Regions from separate parts of the Mus musculus genome. Here region 1 is linked to region 2. The links are chromatin contacts, called in public Hi-C maps. All regions are on one chromosome and are shown on one strand. The core of a region is the stretch at or near the end of the contact, and the rest is flanking DNA. Distances in the headings are between cores, read along the strand shown. Region 1 has its middle 140 kb from the start of Tex36. Region 2 has its middle 30 kb from the start of Gm35567.

Region 1 (2,700 bases), core at 7-2,506, 270 kb before region 2:
TTTATTTATTTATTTATTTTGAGTCATGGTTTCATGTAGCCCAGGCTGGCCTCAAACTTGCTATGTAGTCAAGAATAGCCTTAAAACTTCTTGATCCTCCTGCCTCCACCTCCAGAGTGCAGAGATTACAGGTATGTGTCATCATGCCCAATTTATGTGGTGCGAAGAATCCGACTCAGGACTTCATGCATGTGAGGCAAGCTCTCTAACTGAGCTACATCCCTAGCCCTGAAGCTCAGATCTTTAAGGGAGATACAAAGGTTTTTTGTTGTTGTTGTTGTTTTGGTTTTTTTTTTATTTTGTTTTTTGTTTTTGCTTTTTTGTTTTTGTTTGTGCGTGTGCGCGTGCGAGCGAGCGCGTGTTTACTGAGGACAGAAACAGACAAACCAGCTTAAGGGCAGAAAGCCCTGGATGGCATCTCCACACACAGGCAGCCAGGCATTCCCTCAGCCCTAGTATTGAACCCAAAGATGTTAGTTAGTTAGTTAGTTAGTTAGTTAGTTAGTTAGTAAGCCGTTGTACACAAGCCACCCCATCAGTTCAGCTGTGCCTGTCATCAGAGGTCTGATTCCCTGTGACAGCGGGGGCTCCTTTACCTCGCCTCTCAGCTGTGGAGTGGGTCTTGGCCTCCGGCTTCATTTCATAGAGTTGCCTTGGAGGTTCTCCAGCGCTTCCCCTCCCAGCTTTCAAAAGAACTGGGCCGGGAGGGCAAATCGGGACCAGCAGAATCTTTCTGGAACTTCTTTGGCGACCAGCCTAAAAGGCCATTAAAGCTAAAAGCCATGTAATGTTTTTCTGCTGGGTAAAGAATGGAGTAGGGCCTGGTTCCACTTAGGAAGTAAGGTTTCTGTTCTTGTGGGAAGTTTGTGGTTGAAACAAGCCATTTTGTGTTTTTACTTTAAAACAATTTCCTCAGCTGTGCTAGGTGATTAAATAACAGTGCTTCATTATGACAGAAACCGGCATTTCTGTCCACACAAGAAAGCCTCAGGCAGGTTGGAAACAGCGGGCAGGAAGCATCCATAGCAGGTATGGTAAGCACCCACTTACTTCCCCCCTAACAAACGCTAGAGAATACAAACATCTGGGAAAGGTCACGATCATGTTCTTACTTAAGGACAGGGTTCATCTGGCTTTTCGGACAGTTTCTTAGCTACTTGGACAGGAAGCAGAAGTTGTCTTGTGGCAGCTGTACGCACAGCTCTTAAACAAAGGCCCTGATACGAAATTCCCCCTCTGTTCTAAGTCCCTGGGGACAGAGGGGACAGCGTCATCTGTCTCACAAGAAGGAAGACAGACAGAGAGGGAAAGAAAATGGCTCCCCAGCCCTGAGGAGACAAACAGGGACTCTCTTCTAACTTAAAACAGGTTTGCTTGTTTTGTTTTGTTTTTGTTTTTGGCAGATGTCTTGTTTGCCTTACACACACACACACACACACACACACACGCACACGCACACGCACACGCACACACACACACACACACACAACCTGAAAAAAATGGCTTTTGAAGAAAAAAAGAAAATATGGACAATATATTACAGATTTCAAATTGTGTACAAACTCCAAGAGGAGTCTGACACTTGACAAAGACATCCAGTAAGTTCAGAGAGGTTGGCTTCATTGTTACTGGCACAGCAAGTGGGGTCAAATAGGAGAGTAAACGAATACCCTAGCTTACCTGGCCCCCACAGGTCCTCCTCTGGCCCCTTATTCTCTGCACTGGAGCTGCCAGCACGCCAGCCAGTGCTGGCTGGCCTCTGGGCACATGCCAGTACCCTTTACCCACCCACAAGACAGACATCATCCAGTCTACCAGCACCCACATCATAGCCCTCCTTGCTTCCAGAGAGCCGATTTCTTCAGAGGCTCATTTGTCTTCTTCCTGGGGAAGCTTTGCCTCTTTCGGGTGCTTCAGGACAGAGAGGAGAGGGTCACTTGCCACAGCTATCACTGTTGATATCCAATGCTGCCTGTCCTCACCAGCTGCTGCTAAGGTATGGATACAAACAAACAAACAAACAAACTCCCTGTCTCCCTGTCTTTGCTTTCCCATGGTCCTTCCAGCTGGGATCTGTTTATTATATTCAGAGCCCCCACCATAGCCCTTCACTGCGCATTTGTTACAGACAACCATATCTCCGGTTGCCAGGATAACTCTTTTATAAGATTCCTGACATCTTGTTCTTTAAACAATACTCCAGAAACTCTATTTTAAAATGTATGAAAAGAAAGGCCAGCCGACGGTTTAGTGGGTGGGGCAGAGCACTGCCAGCAAGATGGCTCAGTGGGTGAAGCTCTCACCGTGCAAGGCTGATGCCCTGGGTTTGATCCCCGAAGGCCACTTAAAGGCATGAGAGGAGTGCTGACTCTGCAACGATGTCCTCTGACCTCTGCATGCCTGCCATAACACACGAGTATCTCGCCATACAATAAATAACACTGAATACATTAATTTAAAAAATTGTGAGGAGCTACATAGGAAATAACTAAAGCAAAATGATGGATGGCATTGAATGTGTTTTGCTTTGTTTTCAACTTCAGTTTTACCAGGGCCCTATATGAGTAGGCCAGGCACATTCTGTAGGCACATGTATAAAGAATGTGTGTTCTTTCCTTATGAAAGAAAAGAGAGGATCAAAATGTGAGGCTTTAACTGAGCCTGTGATGAAGAGACAGGGTCTTGGAGAGGAAGCAGGGA
Region 2 (2,700 bases), core at 156-2,655:
TGCTCTGAGACAAACACAGCATAGTACCCGGTGCCAGGAGTCATGCCAGGCCCAGGGAACAAGCGAATGGGAAATGGACCATAACCACTCAGGAAATACAGAGTCTCTAACAGGCTTCAACGAGAGATCTCAACTGCCATGGAGGCAGAGCCAAATTTGGGATCATTTGGGCGGTGGGGGATCCTTCAAACTCCCCAGCTGACCCAAGGGTTGAATATGAAGCACGCAGCCATCAGACAGTAGTTGTCTCTGATAGATAAGGCAGATGACATTTGTCCAAGGGGACCAGTTCTGTCACAATTCCTTCCATCTATTAGTCACTATCTCACAATTATTTTGCCTTTTCTAATCAGCACACAGGCTCTTAAAGCCCTCGCTTGAACACATTCATCATGTCCCCTTCTACGTGGGGAGAATCAATGTTATTTACTGTGGCTAAGCCCACAGAACCCATTTGTAACTAGGGAAGGGTTTGTTGCTGCCTAAAACCAGGCAAATGTTCCCATCCTTGGAAGGTCTGCTCTGTCCACAACATGGCCCAGATATGTCCAGGGGGCAACTCAAGGCACTCAGTAAGTTCCTTCCCTTAAATCAATAATCAAATCCTCCTGTCTTAGTTAGGCTTTTATTGCTGTGAAGAGACACTATGACCAAGGCACCTTTTAATAAAGGACAACACTTAATTGGGGCTGGCTTAAGGTTTCCCAGGTTTAGTCTATTATCATTTCAGAGGTTTAGTCTATTGTCATCAGAAGCATGGCAGCATGCAGGCAGGCATGGTGCTGGAGAAGGAACTGAGAGTTCTACATCTTGATCCAAAGGCAGTCAGGAGACTGTCTTCTGCAGGCAGACAGGAGATTTTCTTCTGCGGTGGGCAGAGCTCAAGCAGTAGGAGATCTCAAAGCCCCGCCTACACAGTGACACACTCCCTCCAACAAGGCCACACCCACTTCAACAAGGCCACACCTCCCAATGGTCCCACTTCCCGAGGGCCAAGCTTATGTAAACCACTACACATGCTCTGTCTGAGTTACTCCAGGAACTGCTTCTGCTGTCTTCAGACTGTCTCGGGGGACTGTACTGAGAGAGATTGCTCCCAGCCCTCTGCAGCCACACTGGTCTGGCGCAGCTCTAGCAGGATCTTCAGATGAGGAATAAGCCAGGACACGGAAGATCAAAGGAGATGCCTCTTCCAAAGACAGAAGACATCCAGAAGGATATCAGATTTGATTCTCCATCTGGGTCAGAACCATGAGGTCATCACTTATCAGCTGTGGAGTCTCTTGGGAAACAGGGAGAAGAAACTTCCGTTTCAATTCACAACCGTGAGCCCTGCTGGGAAATCTGTTCCAACTTCAAAGAGCCCCGCCCTCCTCGTAGCAGATCTGGCAATATTTCCTGGTCAGGATTGGCCCCACCCTACAGCTCCCCCTATCGTCCCCACACAAAATAGACAGGCTTGTCTTACAGACTCTTCATCTGGGGGACCAACAACAACTAAAAAGGAGGCCGGGATGGAATGAGCAATATCCCAAGGCAGGGATCCAGCAGCCTTTTCATTTCTTTCCTTTTCGCATTAAAGTTCTCCCTGTCAGCCTGCCCCACGGAGAAGCCTCATGGGAATTAAGATATTCCAGATATTCTTAGAAAAATGAAATGTTGAAGAATGGCTTCCTGAGCTGATAATAGCGGTACATTTGAAAAATAGGCCCGAATGCCACGTTTAAAAGCCTGGAGTCATAAAAGGCATTATGAATGGATAGAGTGCGAACCTCTACAAGCAGACTTCATTGATGTCACCGTAAACGATGAATGCTGTCACTCTTTTTTATATATAACAGGAAGATATGCCGCTGCATCCAGATCTCAATGTAGGCACTGTCAGGCTCACTGGAACGGCATTGCCTGAGCTATTTATGACAATACGAGAGGAAATACAAGGTTAGAAGATCTTTATCTGCTGTCTGTGGAAACGTGCTTCCACGCTGACGCGCTCGTGAAATAGCCTGTGACAGTGAGGGAGCTGGAAAGTGAGATTAGACAGTGCAGGAAGGACTGTGTCCAGACAATACTGATGCTCACACTGGTGAGCCCCCTGGGCCTTTCTCCCAGCATCCTCCAGGAAAACCCCATCCTGGCATTGACAGCAGCGGCTGGTGTATCATTCACAACTGATCCAACCAGGAATGCTTGTTCCACCTTCCAGAATGTAACGAGGCTTCTAGGAATAGCTGCCAGCTGGGGACTACATCTCCCAGACACCCTTGCCTCCAGTGTGGTCCTGGACATGTTTACACCAATTAGGTGAATCTGGTGAGATCAGTACTTTTGAGTGGCAAGTGGGCGTCGTCCCTGGTTTCTCTCCCTTTCTAGTAGCTGGAGATAGCGGAGTCCCAGGTCCTAGGGGATAGTGGAGCTGAGCATGAAAGGACCTGAATCTTCTGAATGACCCCACAGAATAATAGCTCCCGACTCAGCACCAACCAGTAGTCGCGCTGTATGTTAATGAGTACACTACTGAGCCAATCAAATTGCAGCCTATATTACCGCAGCTAGTCTTGGGTTGACTAGAACAATTAGCACCGGCCTTCTACATCACTCACTCAGTTGTCTGTCCATCTGCTCCATCACATGAAGAAATGTGAAGTAGAAACCTACAGACATGGACTTATGAGTTACCCCTCTCCTTATGTGGTCGGT

What was found. Hi-C and Micro-C count contacts between places; a contact is called where the count stands out from the background.
Region 1: a contact with region 2 is called in a Hi-C map of uterus, with 2.4 times the contacts expected there. The contact joins two enhancer-like sites. A contact is called at or near these places in 2 of 484 Hi-C or Micro-C datasets (both in uterus), 6 of 115 datasets of contacts at active chromatin or transcription factors (cardiomyocytes and embryonic stem cells) and 2 of 9 other capture datasets (embryonic stem cells and embryonic tail).

What each region holds. Positions count from the first base shown.
Region 1 is chr7:133,456,132-133,458,831 of GRCm38.p6, reverse strand. No RefSeq gene overlaps it. Among named protein-coding and RNA genes, the nearest start is that of Tex36, 140 kb to the left of the region's middle. Within about 2 kb of position 1,256, at least 57 of the 459 cell types and tissues checked have an H3K27ac peak or open chromatin away from gene starts, as enhancers often do. A contact at or near this core is called in uterus, where this site is marked.
Region 2 is chr7:133,184,761-133,187,460 of GRCm38.p6, reverse strand. No RefSeq gene overlaps it. Among named protein-coding and RNA genes, the nearest start is that of Gm35567, 30 kb to the left of the region's middle. Within about 2 kb of position 1,405, at least 103 of the 459 cell types and tissues checked have an H3K27ac peak or open chromatin away from gene starts, as enhancers often do. A contact at or near this core is called in uterus, where this site is marked.